Regions from separate parts of the Zea mays genome. Here region 1 is linked to region 2. The links are chromatin contacts, called in public Hi-C maps. All regions are on one chromosome and are shown on one strand. Each heading gives the region's core, a stretch centred on a gene start, on an enhancer-like site or on the middle of the called end of the contact. The rest is flanking DNA. Distances are from core to core; before and after follow the strand shown. Region 1 holds the start of LOC100136880 (respiratory burst oxidase-like protein D). Region 2 has its middle 18 kb from the start of LOC111591405.

Region 1 (6,934 bases), core at 2,097-4,596, 110 kb after region 2:
CCCCAATTTGATCCCATTAAGTCAGCCAGGAGATGACCTGCAGATAGATTCACTTGGGTGTATCCCTTTGGCACAGACGAATTGTAGTAAGTTTCATTGGCATCACATCTTCTTTTTGGACCACGAGCACTTTGTTCATTCCATTGTCGTGGGACTGATGATCTTGTAAATCGGTAAATGTTGCAGGAGAGACCGCTGCTCTTGTGGTTGATCCTCAGACCGTGGCATGTGGTTGCTTCGGTGATAGATTTATTGCCTCGAACAGTCCTGAGTTTAGGAATGAAGAGGAGCCATATGCCTTTGATATGGCTGCTGATTTAGATGATGATCGTCCGGTTGGTGAACTCACAGAGTGATATTGAGATGTTGAAACGTGTTTTTCCAGACGACCGGGATCCAAGAGTGCATGAGTTCAGCGATCTTAGTCTTTCTCATCAGGCAAATGCAGAAGGAAGGGATGATGTGCTGCTAGATGCTCCTGAGGTCGGTCCTAGCATGATGATTGAAAAGGGTAGGGTCTTCAAGGACCTGCCTGCCTTGTAGAGGTGGTTGCAGCATTATGCAGTCTTACGTAAGAGGCCGTATAGAGTACTTCATTCGTACGAGAAACGTCGTTACACGGTTGTATGCGACAAGGATAACTGTGCATGGAGGGTCTATGCTATGATACAAAAGATCACCGCAAAGTGGAAGATAACAAAAGTAGTGGGGCTACACACCTGTGTTGAACATGAGTTAACGATGAAACGTCGCCAATTGACATCTACCCTCATTGGGAAGCAGCTTATGGGAATACTGCAGTCGGAATCAAATATGAAGGTTAGGACAATCATGAGGATTATGGAGAATGTGTATGATGGGTATAAGATAACATATGGTAAAGCTTGGATGGCTAAGCAGTGTGCATGGAAGATGATATATGGGGACTGGGAGTCTGGGTACAAGCAACTACCTGTTCTTCTATATGCAATGAAGGCGGTTAATCCAAGCATGCATTATGAGTACATCCCTAAACCAAATGCATGGATTGATGGGAGGCATATATTCTTCCGTGCGTTCTAGTGCTTTCCCCAGTGTGTGGATGCCTTCAGGCATTGTCGTCCTATCTTTTCAATTGATGACATGTTTCTTCTTGGCAAGTACCAGGGCACGCTTCTAATTGCCATATCCGGTGATGCGAACAACAAGCTAGTTCCCCTGGCATTTGCTCTGGTTGAGAAAGAGAACAAAGATAGTTTGGGGTGGTTTTTGCGAATGGTCCGGATACATGTGGTTGGTCCAGGACAGGAAGTTGGTGTAATATCAGATCAGCACCAGGGAATACTCAATGCGGTCCGTGAGCAGATCGATGGGTACCCTCCTTTGCATCACCGCTGGTGTACTCGACACCTTGCTGAGAATCTTCTGCACAAGGATGGTGTGAAGGATAACTTTGAGCTTTTCCAGAAGACATGTCACCAGCTGGAAGACAAGTTCTTTAGGGAAAAGTTAGATAAGCTCAAAGTCGCAACAAATGTCGAAGGCAGAGATTGGTTGACTCGATTGATACCAGATTTGGAGAAGTGGACGAGAGCTCACGACTTAGGTGGATGGAGATATGAGTTCCAATGTAGTAACACGGCCGAGTCATTCAACAAATTATTGTTGGGCATACGTGGTATGCCGGTCACTGCTATAGTATCGTTTACCTTTTGCAACCACCTAATAACTAACTGCTAAATAACTATTAATTAATAACAAAGAACTAATTATACTTAAAATGACAAATTTAATACCTCGACTGCCGGGGGCGGGGCAGGGCGGCCTCGGTCGGGCAGGCCGGGTGCGGAGGCGGTGGGCCGGCGAATGGGCGGCGCGGGCCGACCGGGAGCGGGGCGGAGGGAGAGGCGGCGAAGGGGGAGGCGGTGGAGAGGCGGCCGGGCCGACCGGGTGCGGCGGGGGAGGCGCGGCGTGGGCGGAGATGACGAGGAAGAAGAGACTGAGAAAATTGCTGGACGCCGGTTTAAAGGGGGTCGGCGCCATAGATCTTGCCGCCGACCCCCTGACACGTGTCAACGTCGTTCAGGGGTCGACGCTCACCCCTAAACCTCTGCCACATCCGCCTGCCACGTAGGCATGTTTGGCGGCTTGGCGCCAATGTTAGTTGCGCCGCTTTGCGTTAGCTCGACGCCAATGATGATGACATCGAGGTTGGAGTCCATTTTTAAAAATGAAACTGCAAAGGACATATCTGTGCAAAAAAACACAAAAAATGGCTAAATTGTAAACAAAAAACGGGGATGTTTCCCGCTGGCTTGGCTCGCGCGCTTTGAGTTTCGATCTGACCAGATTCTCGGAACGCAACTAACCAAACAAACACTGGTTTACGGATGGATGGATGTAATTGCAGGTCCAGGGAAACCAACCAAACGACTGATTCTGCACACGTGTGGACGGTCCGTGTCGCTACGGCGAATAATCCGGACAATTTTGATACTCAACAAATGAGACATTATATTGTAAGAGAAAATTACGTGTGGACACAAACATGATCGTAATCGTTGGACTTTGCAAGGAGAGGAGGGTCTTATGTATAACGTATGTGGTTAAGCCGTCACCAACGTCAATGTTTACAGGGTATGAACGTAGACACTATTAAGGCCGGGTTTTTTTTTCCGTGGAAATCGCATTTTCCTTTCCGTGCCCAAATGCAGGCAGAGCCGTTAATCCATCGGAGGCAAGACAAAAGTCGGAGGTCTGGTTCCGTGTCCATACGCAGCAGAGACAGGGCAGCGGAGAGGTGAGCAGCAGCCAGCCAGCCAGCAGGCACGCGCTCACGTCGGACGCGGACACGTACGTTACTACTAGATACGCACCGCGCCGCATACGACACACCGCGTGCGTACAACGGCGGACCCTGTCGAGACGGAGGCCGGCCGGCGGGGCCCCAGCGCCCGAACCGGCCACGGGGGATATTGGGTTGGGCGAAGACGAGGCGAGGAGGATTTGGACTTTTGGAGGAAGCAGCAGCCGCAATGTTTTCCGCGTCAGCCGTCTCTTGACCCCGCGATTTTTCTCCCGTGCTCCGTCACCAAGAGCACACCACACCTCTGTTCCCAGTTTCCCACAACAACCTCGCCCCATTCCGTCCCGTCCCCACCACACTGCTCGGCGGCGGCGGCGCCAGCGCCAGCGACGACGACTAGTAAAACGTAACGCGCGCCCTGACCCAGTCCCGATACGGGCTATAAAGCTCACCGCCCCTCCGTCCCCTCCTCGCAAACGCAACGTCCGTCCCTGGGCCTCCCGTTCCCCGTTCCTCCTCCCTGACTCCCTCCCACGCTGCACCGGCCCCCCTCCGCACAAGCGTTTCGTTCGTTCCTTCGTAACCTCCGTATCAGCAGCTGACGCAAAGAGCTAGAGCTGCCGGTGTGCCGGTCGCCATGCATAACCCCAGGCCGGGCGGCGGGGACATCGTCGAGATGTCGTCGTCCGCCACCGCCGAGGGGCGGGTGATCCCGCACAGCGGCCCGCTGAGCAAGAAGTCGGGCGCCCGGAAGAGCGCGCGGTTCGCGGAGTCCGTGTCGGCGCCGCTGTCCGCGCCGCCGCCGCGCGCCTCCGCCAACAACAACAACAACAACGACGACGACGACTACGTGGAGATCACCCTCGACGTGCGCGACGACTCGGTGGCGGTGCACAGCGTCAAGCCCGCCCACGGCGGCGGCGCCGGCGCCGGCGCCGGCGCGGGCGGCGACGACCCGGACGTGACGCTGCTGGCGCGCACGCTCGAGAGCCGGCGCTCCTCGTCCTACGGCCACTCCGTCATCCGGAACGCCTCGTCGCGGATCAAGCAGGTGTCGCAGGAGCTCCGCCGCATCGCCTCCATCAACCGCCGCGGCGCCGCGGGGCCCCGGATCGACCGCTCCAAGTCCGCCGCCGCGCACGCGCTCAAGGGGCTCAAGTTCATCAGCAAGGCCGAGGGCGCCGCCGGATGGGAGGCCGTCGAGAGGCGCTTCGACAAGCTCGCCGAGAACGGCCTCCTCCACCGGTCCAAGTTCGGCCAGTGCATCGGTGAGTGAGTGCCTGAGTGGTCGGAGCCAGGAGAATTGGTCGAGCGAGCATCTTTCGATCGAGCGTTTCCATCGGCTTTTTGTCTTTGTCGCGTGTTGATTACGATATATGATGGGTATATGAACACCACTGTCTGTCTACAGGGATGAAGGAGCCGGAGTTCGCCGGCGAGCTGTTCGACGCGCTGTCGCGGCGCCGCAACATCTCCGGCGACAGCATCAGCAAGGCGGAGCTGCTCGAGTTCTGGGACCAAATCTCCGACACCAGCTTCGACGGCCGGCTGCAGACGTTCTTCGACATGTACGATTGATTCACTGCATGTTGCTGCTACTAGCCTTTCTCCACCACACACAGCAAGTAATAATACCATCGATCGGTTTGCCCCTGCAGGGTGGACAAGGACGCCGACGGAAGGATCACCGAGGAGGAGGTCAAAGAGGTAACTCCGTCAACAGCCTTTCTCCAGTTGGTTAAGCCGTCGCCGTCGCCGTCGCCGTGGCCCCAAGCTAGAACAGAAATCCAAATAACCAAATGCTTCTTCCTCTCCCGGCCGCAGATCATCACGCTGAGCGCGTCGGCGAACAAGCTTTCGAAGATCACGGATCAGGCGGAGGAGTACGCCCGGCTGATCATGGAGGAGCTGGACCCGGGCAACCTGGGCTACATCGAGCTGTACAACCTGGAGATGCTGCTCCTGCAGGCGCCGAGCCAGTCGGTGCGCATCGGCACGACCAACAGCCGGAACCTGAGCCAGATGCTGAGCCAGAGCCTCCGTCCGACGGCGGAGCCGAACCCTCTCCGGCGGTGGTACCGGCGCGCGCAGTACTTCCTGGAGGACAACTGGCGGCGCGTGTGGGTGATGCTTCTGTGGCTGTGCATCTGCGCGGGGCTGTTCGCCTGGAAGTTCATCCAGTACCGGCAGCGCTACGTGTTCCAGGTGATGGGGTACTGCGTGTGCGTGGCCAAGGGCGGCGCGGAGACGCTCAAGTTCAACATGGCGCTGATCCTGCTCCCGGTGTGCCGGAACACCATCACCTGGATCCGCAACCGCACCGCCGGCGTGGGGCGCGTGGTGCCCTTCGACGACAACCTCAACTTCCACAAGGTGGTGGCGGTGGGCATCGCGGTCGGGGCCGGGCTGCACATCATCTCCCACCTGACGTGCGACTTCCCGCGGCTGCTCCACGCCACGGACGCCGAGTACGCGCCGCTGGGGCAGTACTTCGGGGTGCCCCGCCCGCCCAACTACTGGTGGTTCGTGCGCGGCACGGAGGGGTGGACGGGGCTGGTGATGCTGGTGCTCATGGCCGTGGCGTTCACCCTGGCGACGCCGTGGTTCCGGCGGGGCCGCATCGCGCTGCCTGGCCCGCTGCGGCGGCTGACGGGGTTCAACGCGTTCTGGTACTCGCACCACTGCTTCGTGGTGGTGTACGCGCTGCTGATCGTGCACGGGCACTACCTGTACCTGACGCACAAGTGGTACAAGAAGTCGACGTGGATGTACCTGGCCGTGCCCATGGTGCTGTACGCGTGCGAGCGCCTCACCAGGGCGCTGCGCTCCAGCGTCAGGCCCGTCAGGATCCTCAAGGTGGCCGTGTACCCGGGCAACGTCCTCTCGCTCCACTTCTCCAAGCCGCAGGGCTTCCGCTACAAGAGCGGGCAGTACATCTTCGTCAACTGCGCCGCCGTGTCGCCGTTCCAGTGGTAATTAAGCAAGCATCGTCTTAATTTGTTGAGGTCCATGCTGCTGCTTTAGCTAGACTAGGACTAGCTAGTTTGCTGGGAGGAAGCAAGGCACAGATGCTTGCGCTAATGGCGCTGGATAGATGGATCAACGATGGGATGGCTAAGGTAGACTAGCTAATTTGTTGGTTGCAGGCACCCGTTCTCCATCACGTCGGCCCCGCAGGACGACTACGTGAGCGTCCACATCAGGACGCTGGGCGACTGGACCCGCGAGCTCAAGAACGTCTTCTCAAGGGTACGTACGCACGCGCTGATGACCGATTCGCTCGCAGATTAACGCGCGCGTGCTGATCTATTGGTGACCGATGCGCAGGTGTGCCGGCCGCCGACGGAGGGCAAGAGCGGGCTGCTCCGCGCCGAGTACGACCGCGACGGCAGCGCCGTGGCCAACCCGAGGTGAGAAATCTGTCCCTTGACCGATGGAATGCGCTGGCGTACGTCTCCATGACAAAAACGTGGCGGTGGCGTCGTAGTTGGGTGGGAGGTCGGAGCAAGAAGATGCCTATGCAGGCAGGCAGGGGTTCTTCTTCTTCTTCCGTGTGGTAGCATTTGTTGACCTTGACCCCTGTGCGGAATTTCTGCCACCAAATACTACTAGTACTTAGTGGCACGGTAGGTGGCTAGCTGACTTATTATTGCGTTCAGTTTGGCCGTTGGGCATGATGAGCTCGGCGAACCAACCACAACCAACGGCGGTGACCGCTGGCCGGTGATATTCCCGGCGGCGGATCGGAACACGAGCTGCGACTGTTGGTCCTGGTTTTTATCCGTGGGCCACGGCCGGCCATGCATGTCTGCACGACGACGGACAGACAGTGGCTGCGACTGTACGGGGGAAGCTATTGACCATTATTATTAGTTCGGACTAAATAACTAAACCACCTGTCGTGTGTCGTGTGCAGCTTCCCCAAGGTGCTGATCGACGGGCCGTACGGCGCGCCGGCGCAGGACTACAAGCAGTACGACATCGTGCTGCTGGTGGGGCTAGGCATCGGCGCCACGCCCATGATCTCCATCATCAAGGACATCATCAACAACATGAGGCAGCTGGACGGCGGCGGCGACCTGGAGGCCTCGGACGCGTCGGCGTCGTCGTCGTCGATGGCCTCGTTCCGCACCCGGCGTGCCTACTTCT
Region 2 (6,585 bases), core at 2,258-4,757:
CGACGATGCTCTTATGGCTCGCGGACAAGCATCAACGATGCTCCTGAACCGGACGAGCGGCGCGTCGCACCCTAGGGCCGATGGTGACGGTGGTTGCGCGAGGCGCGATAGGCTTCGGCAGCAGCGGTGACTGATCTTGGAGGAGCACACGCGGCAGCGAATCCGGGAGGCGCACGCCCCGGAGTGGCGCCAGCTGGCGTCCCCCCTCCCGCAACGACGTCGTCCTTCCCTAGGCGCGAGCGACGACGACGGACTTTCCTAGGCGGCGATATGGGTCACTGTAAAGACCCCGGTACTGAGGTCCTTGTGGCTGGGGTTGTCTGGTCCTATTAGTCAACGGGGATATGTATCTAGCATCGTTCTTAATAGAGACCCTTCAGGTACCCCTTCCATGATCTGGGCATGGCTTGGTGATGTCCCATCGTACTGACGTAGCTCGATAGTACTAGGTCGGCTCATCCTTTCAGTACAGGTGTTCGCCCCAGAGCCGACTATCATCTTGCTGGGTTGCTCAGCGAGTAGTTACTCGACAGTATTTGTTCGATGGGCGAATAAGTTGGCTTTGGTGAGCTGTCATCGAGAGGCCTTTTGGATCTTCACGCCGAGACAATAATTGGCAGGTGGGCCGGCCGGTTAGTGGGCCGTTTTTTGGAGGCTTTTATGCCTTCTTTGGGTACCTTATTCTCAGATAACCGACTACATATATGTATGTGTCCACGTCGCGTTTTAAATGCAAAAGTTTCATAGTAAACGCTTCCGGTTCACGTAGCATGCATAAACCGACTAATCGATCGGCTCGATCGATCTACCACCAGTAATCACCAAAGTGGTCAGCGCTTGACATGGTTTACTACAGGATTTGCACGGCAATTCGTTGGGCGGCCGGCCAACCTTCCTTATATATGTTCTGTCGTTAGACATGCTGTACTGATCCTTTTTCCTAGTAGAAAAAAAAAACAGATGCGTCATGCACGACTGCCGTGCATACCGTGTCGTCTAACAGAAGGAAATCCTCCCCTACCCTGCTCACAAGAAAGCTAGAAACAGTCCAAGTGACCGAACATTAGTCCTCGTCGTCTCCTCGAGCTTCAGAACAGTTTGCAAAATTTCTTCAGTAGCGGAACAGGTTAAAGTATATATATATGCAGTAGCGGAGCGGCGTGTCGTAGAAACAACTGGTCAACTTCTGTGAGTCAGGGCGGGCCCTCAATTTTCATGATCTTGCGTACTAAAAAAATTGAAGGTTTAGATAGGCTAAAATAACCTTGTTCTGGGTCTGGCCTAGTTCTTTCGACTCTCGTCCTTCTAATCGGTCTAATCCTCACATCTATTTATTTAGTCTCATTCTTCTCGATGGTGTCAGAGCCAGAGGCGGACCTAAGGATGGTAAAGTGGGTGATGTCCCTCTTCAAATTTTTTATACCCTCTTATTATACCTAATGTTTAGTTACTGTAAAGTATATAAAAAATTGAAGATTTGGGTAGGCTAAAATTGCCCTGTTCCGGTCTTGCATCTATTCAATCGAGTCCATTTTTTCTGACGCCACCGGAGCCAATCCACCCTGATGCCGCGTTCCCGCCTCCCAATAACGCTCGACGCCGCCTGACCTCGCCCCCTTTCCAGCATCCTGGCTCTCTCAGCCGGGGAGACGTCGCCTGACCCTATCTCTTTCTCGGTGTCCCGCTCTTCGAGGAGATCGACATTCGACAATATACGCACGACTTGTATTAGATCGGGAAGAACTTAATTAGTTGTATTGTTTACTTCTTTTTTCATATAATTTTTGCTCTTTTGAATTTGTGTGTGTGTTGTATTGATACTACATACATATGGAATTTGAATTTCATGTAATAGTAGCTTTTACAGTCTTTTGCTTGATTTTATAATGTAGTTTTTATAAACTTTTCCTCCCTAGCTAGTAGTAGTAGTAGCTAGTGGCCAAACGCACGGTAGGTGAAACCTGTGCGGAGACCTTCCTTCCCCGGCCGGGGAGAAACCACGTACGGGAGGCGTTTTTCAGTGGGGCGAAGAATAGTTTTCCTACGACGACTGGATACCTCTCTCTCTGCTGCGTGCGCCTTGAACATACACCAGCAGCTAGCGTACGTTCTGTTCTGTTCTGTTCTGAAATAAATGCCGGGTTAACTGGTCAAAGGCATACCAAAAAATAAAAATGTGCTAGAAAACGACTGGAACGGGAAGAAACATGCAAGTGTGAAGCAGACCGACGCATGAATGCACGCAGCGCTTGCTTGCTTCCAGGAACGTACTAATTAACCAGGTCAGTCGTCGTCAGACGGTTTGACTGACCATCGTCCATGCATGAACTCGCCCTAGCTAGCTAGCTCTAGCTGGGACTGCTGGGCCGGCTCTTGATTCATGAGAAGCGAATGAAGACCTCGTCAGATGCATGTTTGACCCGGAGCATGCAGCTAGTAGCTGCTATACGACGGCGGTTGTTGGACACAGTTGAAACAGATGGAGCAAAGAATGAGACGGGACGAAGAGAATAATTAATAATGCCAGTACGTACGTAGTAGGTAATAACTGGTGAGTGATGCATCGATCATATATATCAGAGACGAGCTAGCCAACTAGCAAAGCCATGTGGTAAACAAGCTTAAGCTGAACCGGCCGCTGAACTTGCGTGACCTAAGCAGAACTTGTTGACCTAGCTAGGAGAAGCTGTTTGGTTTGATCCAAACAACAACAAAGACGACCTCACACCAATGCAAATTAACTAGCTAGCTAGTGGACGGTACTAATAACTACTGATAGTTTCTTCAACGTGCGTGAGTGAGAGAACGTTCTGGCCAAGATCGAGAAAAAAAGTCTTTGGATTGTTACGATGATGCATGCAGGCAAAATAATAACAAGACAATATATATAATGCAGGTTTATAATTCAGTGTCATGAACGAAGCGTACTATTCCAACCGCTTCAAGCAGTCTCCCAGCTAGCATTCCAGATCCATGAATCATGCCTCTCTTCATCTTCTTCTTATTCTTTCTGAGGTTTGTATGGCCGGCCTTGTTCGGTTACATAAGGGTCGATCGGAGGGGATCCTTCTGTTAGATTTTGACAAACAAGGGATCCAAATCCAATCCATCCCCTTCTAATTAACCGAACAAGAAGTTGCTCTAGCTAGTTTTCATATATGCGCCTCAGTTTTGGCAATATCAAAGGCAATGAAAAAAGGCCAGTTCGTCGTCTCAAAAGAATGCAATAATCCTAGCTAGCTAGTGCCACTTTCAGCAGGTTTCCAGTTTTTTCCCCCCCACCGAACCGAGCTCTAGAGGTGAAGAGTGTTGAGCAAAAGTATATAGGCAGGCAAAATGGCACTTGCGGTATATATCGTGGGTAAGAATCGAATTCTTGGACCAGCTCTCGAGCAGATCGATTTATATATAAAAAAAAACAAAGATATGATTTGACCGCACTAGCTAGCTAGGCACGTATGGATCGATCGCACAGCGCGTCACGACCACAAAGAACAATACGCATGATTTGACCGCACTAGCTAGCTCTAGGCACGTTCTCATCTGCGAAAAGGGGGGAAAATAAAACCCTCGTGGAAAAACGTTTTTTTTTTTTGTGTGGTAAAGACTTTTTTTAAATTTGGTGTCTTCAGCGAGTAGCTTGACGCACGCATTTGCATATCACCACACGTGACAACGACGATGCTAGCTGCGCGCGGCAGGAGAAGTTGGACAGACAGATAAGCACGTGTTGGCACAACACAATAAGTCGGCAACAAAATCAGAGCGCACAAACCGGCTGATAGATCAATCACACGTACGGTGATGTGTACATGCACTTGCTGCGAGTAGTGTACGTAGTTCCGAAGCAGCACTACTGTGATGTGATGAGATGAGATGATTAATTGTTCGTAGATCTTTTGGTTGCTGGGTCATTGGGTGGCCATACCCATATGTCTGCTGCGTTTGCCGCGCATGCAGCAGCGCGTCGATGACGAACGAACGTCCTCTTGATGGGATATGTGCTGATGCTACGTATATCCGTTTGTGGTTTGCTGCCTAAAAAGTAGCTAGCTAGCTAGTCGTCAAATTTTACTCCCGCACGTAACTGTTTCAAGCTATGAAGTTTTGTGCTAATATCATTGTGCATGTGCGCGCTCATATCTCTCTGTATCTACTATGTGCCCATACAATGCCACAAGACCGGGAGCGTACATAGAGAGTGACGTATAGGCTACAAATATATTTTTTGTTTATTTCTAAACACTATAAGGTACGTGTGGTCTAATAGTTAGCCCTTAATTTTTGGAGCACTATTTTTACGGGCGCTGGATATGGGTAGGGTGAAGCCGTGGTAGCATGAGGTGTCCACATTAGGTTCTTAATAGAGTAGTATAGATATCTAATATACATGGGTTGATCATAGTAGAATAAAGTAAACATTGTTTTTGTCGCATATGAAGATATACTAGTCGGTTGCCTATGCGTTGCGACGGCTCACAACAATACCCACGTAAACTATCCACCAAAAAGATATCAAGATTTTTTATTGATTGTCTCCGCTCTTTGCTTAATATTATTATTTTTTATTTGCCTAACTGATGTTGTTGTTTACTCCATCCAATATGTCTTGGTACAGGACGACCAATGAAGTGAGCGATTAGAGGAGAGTTCACAACGCCTGACTGAACGAACATAGATTATAGAATGACCTAATTCCACCATACATAGACTAAATAAGAGGAAGTTTATGAGCTCAAGTTTCTAAAATAAGTCACATGAACTCAAACTTATAAAAAAGATAGATCAAAATATGAAGTGATTGCTAAAGTCAGATATCAATAAAAACTGGATGCGCTCCATACAAATTATGGTACTTCGTAGCAATTACTAACGTTAAAACCAACAAATAACTTTTCCTTTTAGTGTTAGCGTGAAAAATCATTGCTGCTCCATCCAATTCAGCAACCTCAAACACCATGCAGTCCATTGCGTCAATGTGGTCTCAGAAGCGACCTAATGCATGCAACAACCAAGAACACAAGGGACGAGAACCCTGTGGTAGTGCCCACATGGATCTCCAAATCATAACATATATTTTGCAGGATCCATGAGCCATCATCAGAAGAACACAAACCATGTGCAGACAATAAATAAAGTATTAACATACCCAAATTATGTTAAGTCTTAGTGCAAGAAAAAACTAACACCCAAAACAATAGAGGAACAACACAATAATTATTGCAATGACAGACGAATAGGTGACAAGTACATAGAAGTGGTAGAACCATACCGATTCGACACCGTGGTAAGGGAAAGACCATGTAGACATGCGATGCCGAGCCATCAAACGGGTACCATAGGCAGCAAATCAGGGACCCTCATCCCTTGCCTCCCCCAATTCCAAGGATTCGTAGAGCATGAAGGGAAGGGGCGAGCATACATGTTCGTTGCTGAAGATGGACACGACGAAGACATGGGCATCTGGAAGCGACATAGGTAGTATACCGCTAGATACATATAGGGAGAGAGCACGCAAGCGGAGAAAGAAGCCCAGCCAGAGCAGCTCCAAACCAAGAGGCACCTACACTAGGCGTTAGTCCGAGAAGGGCGAGAGAATGCTAGTGTCTTCCAAGCCCTGGACCCACCGAGGCGACACAACACCACCACCAATTCTGTAGCATATGCCGACTGCTGCCACGATACGAGTCGTGGTTGTCCAATATCTCAGACCTGGACTCCTCATCGCCATGATAACCTGTGTGGCAGGCGCCACCGTGTCCTCCTCGGCGGCACGCACGGAGAAAGGCTACGACAAGATCGACTCACCACGTACCCGTGTCGATGAGCGTCGGTCGGCTCACAGCTGTGACCGTGGGTGGGGGCAGTAAGTTGGGGAGGAAGAACAGGGCGAATGCCACATCCGACGATGGTGAAAACGATGGTGTGCGCATGCTGTGAAACATTCTCGTGGACGTGCAATAGCCACTGCGTTGGTCGGTGTCGGGGCTGGTGTCGGACGAATACGGGGAGGATGCGCCTGCTCCCATGTTCTCTACCGAGAATTGGGTGGCGCGGAGGCTGATGCATGAGGGGAGAGAGAAAAGAAGCAGGATGGAGAACGAGGTGGCAGCAACTGAGGCGGAGACCATCATTATCGTGCGGAGGTATAGATGACTAAATGGGCTATGTCTGGCGGGCCGGCCCGAGGCACGACCCATTTAATTGTGCCTGGGCCAGCTGAAACGAGCGCCATTCCGTGCTTGGGTCGTAGCCTCGGCCTGTAGTGCTGGCCCGGCCCGGCACGATTATATTTTTTATTTTAAAAAAATTGTATATACATATGTACAATTTATATTCAGTATTAAAAATACCTATGCTGGTTAGACAGCTTCATCTAGTGTCTCCCACCCTTCTTCCATTATTAGGGCGTGGGTTGTAAGTTGTAACCCCACCTCATACACCGCTTTTTAATATTTTACGCTGATTTAACCAAATGACCATCTATATGCGGAGGTGTGGTTTGGGACGTGGAGGTTGGCTGCGCGAAGGGCACAACAGGACTGTACAGCATTTTCGGCGCCCCCACTATTTTCGGCGGCCGGG

What was found. A called contact is a pair of places that touch in the nucleus more often than the background predicts.
Region 1: a Hi-C map of leaf shows a contact between it and region 2, with 4 times the contacts expected there. The contact joins the promoter of LOC100136880 here to the enhancer-like site in region 2. A contact is called at or near these places in 13 of 25 Hi-C or Micro-C datasets (bundle sheath, ear, leaf and 4 more) and 1 of 3 datasets of contacts at active chromatin or transcription factors (seedling).

What each region holds. Positions count from the first base shown.
Region 1 is chr4:197,886,081-197,893,014 of Zm-B73-REFERENCE-NAM-5.0, forward strand. It overlaps LOC100136880 (respiratory burst oxidase-like protein D), which reads left to right and starts at 3,347. Exons shown (of 8, transcript NM_001164287.1): 1 at 3,347-4,053; 2 at 4,197-4,353; 3 at 4,444-4,492; 4 at 4,610-5,757; 5 at 5,932-6,034; 6 at 6,113-6,195; 7 at 6,702-6,934. The coding sequence starts at 3,423.
Region 2 is chr4:197,775,339-197,781,923 of Zm-B73-REFERENCE-NAM-5.0, forward strand. No RefSeq gene overlaps it. Among protein-coding and RNA genes, the nearest start is that of LOC111591405, 18 kb to the left of the region's middle. Within about 2 kb of position 3,508, at least 11 of the 20 cell types and tissues checked have an H3K27ac peak or open chromatin away from gene starts, as enhancers often do. A contact at or near this core is called in bundle sheath, ear, leaf and 2 more, where this site is marked.